2 separate regions of the Mus musculus genome follow, and region 1 is linked to region 2. The links are chromatin contacts, called in public HiChIP or PLAC-seq maps. All regions are on one chromosome and are shown on one strand. The core of a region is the stretch at or near the end of the contact, and the rest is flanking DNA. Distances in the headings are between cores, read along the strand shown.

Evidence for each region. HiChIP or PLAC-seq counts read pairs in DNA pulled down with a chosen protein or histone mark.
Region 1: an H3K4me3 HiChIP or PLAC-seq map of bone marrow-derived macrophages shows a contact between it and region 2, with 5 times the contacts expected there. The contact joins two enhancer-like sites.

Annotation. Positions count from the first base shown.
Region 1 is chr16:22,116,267-22,122,673 of GRCm38.p6, reverse strand. The region is part of intron 2 of Igf2bp2 (insulin-like growth factor 2 mRNA binding protein 2); the gene reads left to right. Among named protein-coding and RNA genes, the nearest start is that of Igf2bp2, 44 kb to the left of the region's middle. Within about 2 kb of position 2,968, at least 116 of the 459 cell types and tissues checked have an H3K27ac peak or open chromatin away from gene starts, as enhancers often do. A contact at or near this core is called in bone marrow-derived macrophages, where this site is marked.
Region 2 is chr16:21,593,065-21,599,740 of GRCm38.p6, reverse strand. The region is part of intron 44 of Vps8 (VPS8 CORVET complex subunit); the gene reads right to left. Among named protein-coding and RNA genes, the nearest start is that of 2510009E07Rik, 98 kb to the left of the region's middle. Within about 2 kb of position 3,955, at least 8 of the 459 cell types and tissues checked have an H3K27ac peak or open chromatin away from gene starts, as enhancers often do. A contact at or near this core is called in bone marrow-derived macrophages, where this site is marked.

The sequences.
Region 1 (6,407 bases), core at 1,719-4,218, 520 kb before region 2:
GACTCGTGTTCCCAGCTCCATATAAATAAATGCATGTAATAAAGCATCGTCAAGTTTCTTCTGGAGCTTGTGATCATGTTTATACAGTAAAGGATCTGCAGTAGTGAGACTCCATAGAAAAGCCTGAAGGAACAGATAGGCAGGTCTGAAGACACAACCCCAGGCAGAGCTTCTGGGAACTGGTTGGAAGTGGTTTGCCAAGGATGGTCGATCTCGTCATCGGGCAGGGTACCACTGAGCCTGTGGTGCTGTCTACTCTCCATCTATTTTAGGAAGGATGAGTTTGATACTATGGTGAGCTATCAAATCTGTAGAGAATGTTTAAGATACTTTGGGCAGCCATACTTGGAAGACTCCAGGAGGACAGTTGTGTGATGGGAAAACCTCAGAGCATAGGTAGGAAATGGTATATTCCTGGTCTTGGTGTTCATCAGGGCTGCGACCTTGATCAAATCCAACGTCAAACTTCTCTGTCTGATGTCTAAGAAGATACTGTGGTTGACATTGACTCTTCTTTCAGACTTGGAAAATAAAAGCAATAATCAGAACCTACCAAGCCATCTATGAATCATGACACAATGAAAAGAGTTATTTACATGTTTATATTACATTCATTTATTTGGTGTGTGTGGTCTGTGTGTGGGGTGTATACAAGTGGAGGGCTGAGGACAGGTTGTCAAAGTTGCTTCTCCTTCCACCACGTGGATCCTGGGAATTGGGCTCTGGTCATAAGACTTGGTGGCAGTGCCTTTACTGAAGTAGCCCTGATGATGCCAGCTCTTTCAAACTTTTTTTAAAAAAAAAGTTAAAATCATTCTTGGGGTTTGCTGCCTGACTTCCATACATTTATATACAACCAATAAATGCATCAACCAATGTAATTTAAAAAAAACCAAAAGGTATTCTTAGTTTGTTTAATATTAAAACAAAACCCTAAGACAAAGACAGGTGGCTGGCTGGTTGAGTTTGGCCTCCCAGCCCTGTTTGCTGACACATTTTCTGCACTGGTATACTTAAAGTACTTTTATTGCAAGGACTGACCATAGTAGCATATGCCTGTGATCTCCGAATTTCAGGCTGTGGTGTTATATAGTAAGATTCTCTTCTCTAAAACATAAACTCAAAACATAAGAAATGCCAGTGGGAGAAATGTGCAGTTGTTTGATTTGATTTTAATTTAGTAGTAAATAATTTAGGATGTTATTATACTACCTGTGGGGAAGGGAGGCCTCTCAAGACACTGCTGTTTGGAACTGAGTGTAGCCACCATGGAAATCAGTGTGGAGGTTCCTCAAGAAATGCTGAAAATAGAATGGAATGACTCAGCGAACCACTTAGGCTGGGGTGAATCTAAGTCAGTGTGCCAAAGAGATAGCAGCGCAGCGCATGCGTCCTTCACAGTGGCCAAGATAGCAGCGCAGCGCATGCATCCTTCACAGTGGCCAAGGTATGGGGCCGCAGGGAAGCCCTTCAGCAGGTGAGTGGATTAAAAGCTTTGGCAAATATGCTCAGTGGATACACATAGCACATATGCACAAAATACTCCTCAGCCGTAAAGAGGAGTGAAATGCCATACCAGGGGAATGAAGGAGCAGGAGATCATGTCAAGTGAGACAAGCTGGGCTCAGAAAGACAAAGACCAGGGGTTTTCTCTCCTATGTCTACGCTAGACTCTAAAATATAGGAAGGTCATGGAAGGGGGACTGTGTAAGGAGAGAGAAGGGTCTAACTGGAGGGGAGAGCCAGGGACAAGAAAGGGGAGAGGAATAAGAGTGTGTGTGTGTGTGTGAGAGAGAGAGAGAGAGAGAGAGAGAGTGTGAAAGAGAGGACTGTCTGATGGGAGAAGAGGAGCCATCAGTAGATAAAAGGAGAACAGTGGCAGAGCAGATCTGATTAGCCACACAGACGAATTATTTTGATGTTTATTGCTATTTAAATTGCACTTGATAAGAGCTCCTATTTGATAGTAGCTGAAAATGTGGGCCCCATTGCAGTGGTCAACAGCTGTGGACAGTAAGTTCGTTACCCAACTATAAGAAACTGCATCTTCCTTTCCTTTCCTTTCCTTTCCTTTCCTTTCCTTTCCTTTCCTTTCCTTTCCTTTCCTTTCCTTTCCTTTCCTTGCCTGCATCTTTCTTCCTTCCTTCCTGCATCTTTCTTCCTTCCTTCCTTCCTTCCTTCCTTCCTTCCTTCCTTCCTTCCTTTTAAGATTTATTTATTTTATGTAAATGAGTACACTCTTACTCTTTTCAGACACACCAGAAGAAGGCATCAGATCCCATTACAGATGGCTGTGAGCCACCATGTGATTGCTGGGAATTGAACTCAGGACTTCTGGAAGAGAAGTTGGTGCTCTTAACCGCTGAGTCATCTCTCCAGCCCCCAAAATGCACATTTTCTCCATGTGTCTCTGCCTTTGGTTTGGGGGAAGAAGTGGAGCAAGCAGGTGATGTTTTTACAGAACTGAAGCTCATGTATCTGTACCCATTACGGTTGCTCCTTACAAAGAGCCTGCCTTTAGGAATAGTCTGCATTTAGGCTCACAGCGTCACTTCCTGATGGACAGGAATTTCACCCAAGAGATCTGTTACCATTGTAGTCTCATCTGTCTAGAAATCTAGAACCAGCATGTTTTCTGTTCTCGGGTTCCACAGGACTTCTATAGTCAACAAGTTTAAGTTAAGGGTGAAATCAGGATCTGGCCGTGAACTTGTTGTTGAAGCCCCGACTGTGGGAAGCGTGGCTCAGCTTCCCCAGTCTCCCAGCCCTGCTCCATGCTTCCTTGCTTTTGGAAGCATCTTCTCCATGGGTCCCTATCCTTCAGGCACCCACAGTGAGGAGGGCATGGTGCATCATATCATACATCAGCATCTAGGACACTGACAAGAGGGCAGAGAGAACAGGAAGGAAGCGAGTGGTCAGAGCCCGAGCAGGGAGGGGGCCTGTGCGCCTCGCCATGCTCACGTGCTCACGCCTCGCCGCGCCTCGCCTCACCATGCCTCGCCTGCTCCTCTGCTGACCTGCGCTCGCTGCTTCTCACTGGTGTCCACAGCAAGCCCCTCTCCCACTGCTGCCACGTAAACTTGAGCTTACCGGTCCAAAGAATATGTGTCTCAATTTTATTTTGTGTGTATCCCTTGTATCACTAAATAGATAGCTAAATGGGGGAAGCGTGTGTGTTTAGAGCAGAAGTTAGAGCAAATCACTGCTTTGGCAGCTTTGGGCCAAAAAAAGAAACTAAAACTCTCTAAGTGTGCTTTCTATTCTGAGGCCGCCACAAGATGTTTTGTGCTGCAGTTGATTCCTCGGTCATGAGAAGTCGTAGGAGGGGCTCAGCATGACGCTATCTCTCAAAAAAATATTAATTTGGACTTGAGTTTAAAATTAGCAAGGGGAAGGAGGGGGAAGAAATAAATCATTGGACTCAAGTGATCCGGAAGCCAAAGAGTAGACACCTCATGGTGGGAGGGGAGACATACATAGATAGTTCCTGCCAGTACAGCCACACCGTCTCCGGGTAGCACTGTGAGACCTGTCAAGTAGAACCCTCAGTGAGTTGTAACCCAGGTCACCCCTCGTGTAGGCTGGAACCTGAGTCAGTAAGGCTTGTGACTAATGGCTTGTCATGTCAGCTGCTTTATCGTAACATAATGACACACAGGAGAGGCGGTCACTACCTATTTTTAGGGATCTTCCTTCTGGGAATCATGGTGAACGTGGTCTGCAGAAAACCACTTCCGGGCCTGTGTTGTAGACCTCCCAAGACAGAGCCACCTCCTGGCGAACTATGGGTGCTCCGAGATCACACCCTCCACATACTTGAGATCTGAATTGTTCAAGAGTTACAGGTATTTATATACCTGAATGAAATAACCAGGTCCTAGCTATGAACCCAGCAGCAGAAGTTGCTACAGATGTGAATGGAGACCTCACATGGTTGTTCCATTTTCTGAAAGTCTACTTTGTCCCTGGGGTGTGCAGTAAGTCAGGCACTGGAGCTGAGGCCCTGCTTAGAGTCCTTACCGCTTAGAGGCCTCTCTTAGCTCCCTACATTGAGAGAAGACAGAAGCCTGCCAAAACACCAAGGATGATATTTAAATGATTGAGGCTTTTCCTGCTAATAACTTGTCTATGTTACATTTTTCAGTCTGTTTCAATTGCTTGATCAATAGGATTTTTTTTTTTTTTTTCTTTAAGACTGATAGCCTAGGTTCATGTAGTGGGCAGGTCTCAAGGGAAGCAAGCAGGGTGTCCACAAGCCACTCAGAGCTGCTCAGTGAATACAGCTTAGCCTCTGGCCCTTGTTACTGCTTGAGCGCCGCCTCCTTTGGGATAACTCCAGACCCACCCCCTCCTGATTGCTTACTCTGTAGTCTTATTTAGGAGCGGAGTGCATGGTGGGAAGAACTTAGGCAATTACTTGTTTCACTAGATAATTTCATGTGACCCTTCTGGAAAGGCGAAGATGCATGGATGTTTGGTGTGACACAGTTGTGTTGTCTGGCAAAGCCTGTCTTGCTTATGATCTGTATTTTAATTGTTAGGCTTTAAGTAAACCCTGCTACTTACTCTCTGTAAGGTGGGCGGGTCTAATGCATCCTCCCAAAAGGTGTTTGTGGGGGGTTTTGTTTGTTTGTTTGTTTGTTTGTTTGTTTGAGACAGAGCCTCAAGAAGCTCAGATTTGACCTCAAAACCATGCATTGATGCCCTTGTATTTCAGTCTTCCTTGCCTGTACCTCCTGAGAGCTGAGATGATCAGCATCCGCTGTTTATATGGTGCTGGGACCACACCAAGGGCTTCGGTGTATGGTAGACAGGTGTTCTTCTGATTCACTCCATTCCTAGCCCCAGAAAGATACTATTTTTTTCGAGACAGGGTTTCTCTGTGTAGCCCTGCTGTCCTGGAACTCACTTTGTAGACCAGGCTGGCCTTGAACTCAGAAATCCGCCTGCCTCTGCCTCCTGAGTGCTAGAACTAAAGGCGTGCGCCACCACGCCCGGCGATACTATTTTTATAATAATAAAAAGTACCATTTAAAGACCTTCAGTTACTGTCAACTGTTGATTATAAATTCGCTGCTGTTTCTGTAGGTTTTTGCTGTTTTTGTTTCTTAGGGTTAAGTCGCTTCAGTGCCATCCTGGCTGTGCGTGAACGTCTAAGCCTGAAGGATCCTTCTACCTCAGCCTCTCTCATGTGGCTGAGATAGGCCTGGCCTTGCTGTTTCTGAGATCCCTCTAATCTCCCTGTGGTAGTGACTTGTCATTGTGACAGAGTATTAGGCAGAGGCAGCCTAAGGGAGGAGCGGGTTATTTTGGTTCAGAATAATAAATAAATCTTTAAAAAATTATCTTTTAATAAGACATAGTAATATCTTTAATAAGACTGACATATGTCTAAGTAAAATATATAGAAAATCTGGTTTACCCATGGGAATGTTCTACTTTTTGACATTGCCATCTGCAGAGTTCACACGTGAGAACCATTCAGTCAAGTGGCCTGTGTGAGTTAGGAGACATATGATGTGAGATTGCCATAGGGTGATTCATTGTTAAAGCTGAGGTCATTATACAATTTCTCCATTTTATGTAAGTTAGAAAATATACAGAAAGTGTTTAGTCCGATTTATGATTATGTTATCGGTACAGAAAGACTCTAACATCACAGCTAGAGTTCTTGCCCATGAGAAACACTGCTATTTGCAGCCCTGACCTCATTGCCGACTGGTGGCTTCTGAAAGACTGGCAGCCCGGGTGTGGACTCTTAGTTACATGTGTAAGTGTGACATTCTAGTAAGCCATCCACATCTTTTCCAGCCCTGGCTTGTGGCTCTGGAGACTACTGCATGGGATCACAGGAGGGAAACTTCTCTGCAGAAGCCAGAGGGCAGGGTGGCCTGACCTCTTAAGGGTGCTTTTGCCTATTACACTTTCTTATCTCTCTGTTCTTGGTGTGCACTGGTTGGTTTTTATCCTTGACTGGAAGAGAGCCCCTTCCCAACATAATGCTTTTATTGATTATTTGGGAATTTCACAAAACGCACCCTGATCATACTCACTTCCCAGTCCTCCCAGGTCCTACCCCAACCTTTACGACACCGCCCTCCCTCCAAAAAAGAAAGGAACCCTAAGCCTAGTTTGTGTTGATCAATATTCACTGGAGCATGGTCAAACTCCCAATCCTAACCCCAAAGAAAACAGTCCTTCCCTACCTGCATCCCGCCAGGAGCCATCAGCTGTGGGCAGCTACATTTCAGCATCCCTATCACAACTTTTATGACTTCTCTTTAACGGCTTCCTGTTTCGGCTGCTGCTTTGGTGGTGGTGGTGGGGTATCACAGAAGCTGGCACTAGAAACCATGTGTAACGCCATGATTCCTGCCCCCGCTGACGGTAAAGGGCAAGGCAGC
Region 2 (6,676 bases), core at 2,706-5,205:
CCTTGTCTTTTTTGATAACTTTGGGTTGGAAGTCGATTTTATCCGATATTAAAATGGCTACTCCAGCTTGTTTCTTCAGTCCATTTGCTTGGAAAATTGTTTTCCAGCCTTTCACTCTGAGGTAGTGTCTGTCTTTTTCCCTGAGATGGGTTTCCTGTAAGCAGCAGAATGTTGGGTCCTGTTTGTGTAGCCAGTCTGTTAGTCTATGTCTTTTTATTGGGGAATTGAGTCCATTGATATTAAGAGATATTAAGGAAAAGTAATTGTTGCTCCCTTTTATTTTTGTTGTTAGAGTTGGCATTCTGTTCTTGTGGCTGTCTTCTTTTTGGTTTGTTGAATGATTACTTTCTTGGTTGTTCTAGGGCGTGATTTCCGTCCTTGTATTGCTTCTTTTCTGTTATTATCCTTTGAAGGGCTGGATTCGTGGAAAGATATTGTGTGAACTTGGTTTTGTCGTGGAATACTTTGGTTTCTCCATCTATGGTAATTGAGAGTTTGGCCGGGTATAGTAGCCTGGGCTGGCATTTGTGTTCTCTTAGTGTCTGTATAACATCTGTCCAGGCTCTTCTGGCTTTCATAGTCTCTGGTGAAAAGTCTGGTGTAATTCTGATAGGCCTTCCTTTATATGTTACTTGACCTTTCTCCCTTATTGCTTTTAATATTCTATCTTTATTTAGTGCATTTGTTGTTCTGATTATTATGTGTCGGGAGGAATTTCTTTTCTGGTCCAGTCTATTTGGAGTTCTGTATGCTTCTTGTATGATCATGGGCATCTCTTTTTTTATGTTTGGGAAGTTTTCTTCTATTATTTTGTTGAAGATATTAGCTGGCCCTTTAAGTTGAAAATCTTCATTCTCATCAATTCCTATTATCCGTAGGTTTGGTCTTCTCATTGTGTCCTGGATTACCTGGATGTTTTGAGTTAGGATCCTTTTGCATTTTGTATTTTCTTTGACTGTTGTGTCGATGTTCTCTATGGAATCTTCTGCACCTGAGATTCTCTCTTCCATTTCTTGTATTCTGTTGCTGATGCTCGCATCTATGGTTCCAGATCTCTTTCCTAGGGTTTCTATCTCCAGCGTTGCCTCGCTTTGGGTTTTCTTTATTGTGTCTACTTCCCCTTTTAGTTCTAGTATGGTTTTGTTCATTTCCATCACCTGTTTGGCTGTGTTTTCCTGCTTTTCTTTAAGAGCCTGTAACTCTTTAGCAGTGCTCTCCTGTAAATCTTTAAGTGACTTATGAAAGTCCTTCTTGATGTCCTCTATCATCATCATGAGAAATGTTTTTAAATCTGGGTCTAGATTTTCGGTTGTGTTGGGGTGCCCAGGACTAGGTGGGGTGGGAGTGCTGCGTTCTGATGATGGTGAGTGGTCTTGATTTCTGTTAGTAGGATTCTTACGTTTGCCTTTCGCCATCTGGTAATCTCTGAAGCTAGCTGTTTTAGTTGTCACTGTTAAGAGCTTGTTCTTCAGGTGACTCTGTTAGCCTCTATGAGCAGACCTGGAGGGTAGCACTCTCCTTAGTTTCAGTGGGCAGAGTATTCTCTGCAGGCAAGCTCTCTTCTTGCAAGGCAGGTACCCAGATATCTGGTGTTCGAACCAGACTCCTGGCAGAAGTTGTGTTCCACTCACTAGAGGTCTTAGGATCACGTGTGGAATCCTGTGTGGGCCCTTGCGGGTGTCAGGCGACTCAGCTGGCAAGGTAGCCGGGGCTCGAGTGGAGTGGAAGGGGTTTGTGCCCCAGATCAAGCCCGGGTAGCCTGCTTCCCTATGTACCGCAGTCTCAAGTTCCACGCGATTGGATTGGGGTAGGCGCTGTGTTCCACTCACCAGAGGTCTTAGGGTCCCGTGGGGAGTCCCGTGTGGGCCCTTGCGGGTGTTGGGCAAGACTCTGCTGTCAAGGTAGCCCGGGGCTCGAGTCTCGAGTCGAGCGGAAGGGACTTGTGCCCCAGATCAGGCCCGGGTAGCCTGCTTCCCTATGTACCGCAGTCTCAAGTTCCGCGCGATTGGATTGGGGCAGGCACTGTGGTCCACTCACCAGAGGTCTTAGGGTCCCGTGGGAAGTCCCGTGTGGACCCTTGCGGGTGTTGGGCAAGACTCTGCTGGCAAGGTAGCCCGGGGCTCGAGTCTCGAGTCGAGCGGAAGGCGCACTCCTGATTTCTAATACAAGTGCAACCCTGCTGGTTTTATTCAGACTTTAACCCTTCAGCTGCCGTACTGAGGGTCACTTTTCTGCAGTGTTTGAGAGGTCACTGAGATACATGCAATGTGCTTCGTGTCTGCCAACACTAAGAGGGCATTGGCAATACAGTGGGGCATCTCATGTTAGAGACACCAAAGAGGACACAATTAGTCTTGTCATTTTCTTCATGGTTTATGATGGAGATCCCTCCCTCTACAAATCTCTGTGGTTTCTTTATATTCAAGCAAGGACAAGAGAAAAACCACAAAGAAGGAATCCTGCCTGTGTTAGATTTCTGTTTTGTTTGCTCTTTCTCCTCCCTTCTTGTTTTCTCTGGCAATTTCATACATGTAGTTTGATGATATTATTTCTCCTTTTATGGATCTGACACATACAAAATCACTTCAAACCTCTAAAAGATAAAATATTCTTTAAGTCTAGACCATTGAGCATTCAAAGTATAATTTGTCTTTGCTGCTATATATACAATTATTTCTAATAATACTGAACTTAGTATTCTGGAAGCCAGCCAATGATTATTTATAGATTCCTGTGGTAAAGTCTAAATTAAATGAATTATGAAATCTCCAAAAAAGGGGGGAGGGGAACATCAACAAAGTTGATAATAAACTAAATCTAAAGGACACAGGTCTTGAAATACAGAACTTGTAAGTGTGGACACAGCATGATGACACAAAAAATATGAACAGCTTTGTATGAAAGAAATTCAGTTTCTTATAGAAAATTCCAAATCCAGTAGTAAATTCCAACACATATTAGTATCAGGCCCATGAAGCCAGAATGGTTAATATGCTTATCACTTATAAATAAGACATGACAATAACTGTAGGCTGGCTAGTTGATCCTAACTTCTGCATCTAGAATGATGGGGAAGGGCTCCAAGGAACTGCACTGAGTTCCCAGGCTCAATGTAGCTCCCAGCTGAGGAAGCTGCAGAACGGACGACGACAATGATGATGATGCTTTCTGTCACTGTCATGTGACCATGTAAGTAGGAACATGTTGAAGCTTTCTTGCTTTCATGTTGTCGGAACATGGTCCAGGATGAAGTCAGTTGTGAGAATTCGGAGTGCTTGTGAGAACACATCAAGAAAACAAGACAAGAATCTAGACACCCTCCCCATCCCCCCCCATTTCTTTAAAAGGTAGAATTGCTCTTGTGCCCCTCCCAGGTATAGCTGACAGGAGTGAGTTTACTTCAACTTACTTGTTATTGCTTACTCTTGTTATTCGATTAAATGCTTAAACTCTCCTCTGTATGCCTGCTTGGAAAACATGCTTGCCATGCTCCTGAGATTGTACACAGCTTGATCATGAGAACCTTACTCAGTGACCTTTCTTAACCTCAGAGTATAAACTGTCTGCTGCTCTGAATAAAGCTGGCTACTGTGTGAGACCTCAGTCGGCCTCATTTACTGGTTCTATTCTCCCATCTTTAGAGTGGTGACATGATGTGACTTTCAAAAACTTCAGAAAGCATGACTCAGATTAAAGGTAAAAACCGCTAGCTGTCCAGACTGTCAGGTTCAAAAAGTCTGCAAGAACAGGACTTGACCATCCTTGGTGTGACATACTATGACATCAATACTCCGGAAATCACACCAGATGTACAGTGTAGCTTACATTTTTAACTTCTGCTATGTTCTTTTTCAAAAGGGAGAAATAGATTTTCAAAAGGAAGTAGATATTTAAGCTTAAAAAAAAAAAGGCCTCATAAAAGGATCTGCAGACGTTTTAAGGCAAGTCCGGAGTGGGATGTGGTGGATGACTCAATGGAGAAGGCTGCTCTCCTGAGACTAAGTCTGGAAGCCTCGGATGTGCAACAGAAGACGTTCAGCAGCCCCAGAAAAAGGTCTTACTTTTGTTTTAAAAGGATCCTCTGGAAATGCCTCAGGCAATGCGGCTATAAATCCAGGTGTACAGAGAGCAGATCTGGAGATGTGGATGACAGCTGAGTGATGGCCTTAATAATGCTGAACACATTGAACCTCGGTGAGTGCTGTTAACAAAGTGATTCTTGACTCAGGTAATCCGAGGCTTAAGTGAAAGAGGAGTGTGTGCCATCATTGTTTTCTGTAAAAAGCCTTATTTTTTTTTTTTCTGGCTATATAAGAAGGAATATATGCACTGAAGGAAATCTAGAAGCCAGAGCAGACATAGGAAGCAGAAGCCAGAGTCAACCACAGCAATGACCACTGTGAGCACCTGCAGTCACACTCTGTGATGTCCATACTGTTCATTAAACAATAGTTTGCTACATTAATATTCTCTACAGTGTGGTATTTTTCATTGCTACAAAGTTTACTCACTGTATACAGGTGCTGTAACTAATCTAACCAACTGTGGCCTACTGGGATATTTTGGTTCCTTTCCATTTTTCTTTTATGTCTAAGACAGGATTTCTCTGTGTAGCCCTGGCTGTCCTGGAACTCTGTAGACCACACTGGTTTCAAACTCAGAGATATACCTACCTGCCTGTCTCCTTCCCGTGTGCTGGGACTAAAGGCATGTGCCACCACCACCTTGTCTCCTTTCAATTTTTTAAATATTAAAAACATTGTCAAAAGCATCCAAGTATGTGACACTTGGCACTCAACCTTCATTACCTCTTAGACTTCTGCAGCTCCATGCCTCGAGAGCACAAGCGTATAGCAAAAACGGCTGTAAGATTTCCTACAAAATGGGCCCATAAACCTTTTCCTCAAAACTCACAATCTCTGAAACCACAAGATTGCTATCCCAGTAACATCTTATAAGACGAAACACCATGGTTTGGTATCGAACCGCATCTTATAGCAAAATCCGACCTGAGTCACAGCAAAAGGTGAATACCTTTATGAATGACCATTTGGTTAGGGGATACCGCTGAGTGCACACTGGGACTGTGTAGCATACAATCTGTGCTAATGTTCTAATAGTATCAGCCACATGCCTGACTTTCTTTTGCCATGCTGTTCGCTAATCATTTCTTCTGTAAATATCCATTCTGCTGGTGACCCCACCTTCAGCTTAGATGCCACCATTTGACTCTCCAGATGCTGACGCTTTCTAGCTTTCCTATCTGTAGTCAATAGATTCAATCTTCCCTGGAGTTTCTTGAGCATGTGGAATAAATTATGATAACCTTAAGTGTCCCTATTAATTCTATCTCCTGGACCATGCCTGGGTCAACAGTGTCCATGGATTCTGCCCCCTCTACTTGCCAGAGAGTAGAACTCTTACTTTGTTAGGTGTTGTCTATCTTCTAAATTCTTAGAAGACCCCACTTTGTTCTAGCAGCTGTAAGTAGCTCAGCTCTACTCTTCTGTTAAGCTTCGTTGGTGGGGTCAAAGAAGCAGTTAGAAAAATTCTCCCCTACGCCTTCACAGGGAGAGTGCTCTGGGCATCTTTAACGCTCTGTTGGTGATACAGCTCTGCACGTGCACTGCTAGAAACAGACCTTATTTCTGGGTGTATGTCAGTCTGGGGCACTGTCCCATCTAATTCTTTCAGATAATTGTTTTATTTTTCTCTTAAACTTCAAGTAGTTTTCTCACCTCTCTCAGAGCTACTCCTGTCCCATGAGTGCCCTGTAAACCCTTACCACCTCGGCTTTCCCGGACTCTCTTGATTGAATCTGATGTTCTGCCTCAGGTCCACTTTAGCTAACGATTTAGCAAGTTTCTTCAAGTAGTTTATGGGCGATTCTACCTTTTATGCTCTTTGTCACTTTTTAAGGGTTCTCTGTGTTCAAATGTCTGATGTCTAATGTCTTATGAATGATTTTTTTAACATATTTTGCTCATCACTGCCCCTCATAAGAAACCCCAAAGATATTCTATCTAGAAGTGGAAATCTATGAGTTTCCCAAGAAACTTGAAACACAGTTGGCTAAAGGGACTTAAATCAGGACTATGGACTTTTACACGTACATGTGCACATTAATGAGGGACAACAGTGTTTGTTGCCTGGCATCTGCACTGTCTAATACACTTCCAGCTGCTGTGACAAACTGACACAGGTTGGATAAGCTATAGGCAATAGAAGTTTAGTTGGTTGGTGGTTCTGAGAACTTTCCCTCTATGCTTACATACTGAAAGTGAAAGCATGCTAGCCCAGGACCCTTCTTTTCCTTAGCCAATCTTCTTAACCCCAACAATAGGAGCCCAGTCTCTCTCATGACCTTATATGTCTCTAACTACCTCCAGCATATGAACCTGGGGGTTTAGCTTCTTAACACACGGACTCAGAGGACCCACTCAAATAATGTCACTTACAAAAATGAATACATATGTGGTCGGTAAGAGCTTCAATAGAAAAAGCACTTACTTGGCCAGCAAGTGTGATAATGGGAGTTCAGATCCCAGCTGGGTAGTGGTGGGGGCTTGACTGGAGTCTTAGCCAGGTTACAGATGACAGAGTTAGGGAATACCAGCTACAGGAGATGAACTGTGAGCTCCAGCTCAGCATATGATGAAATATCTTTCACTGCCTC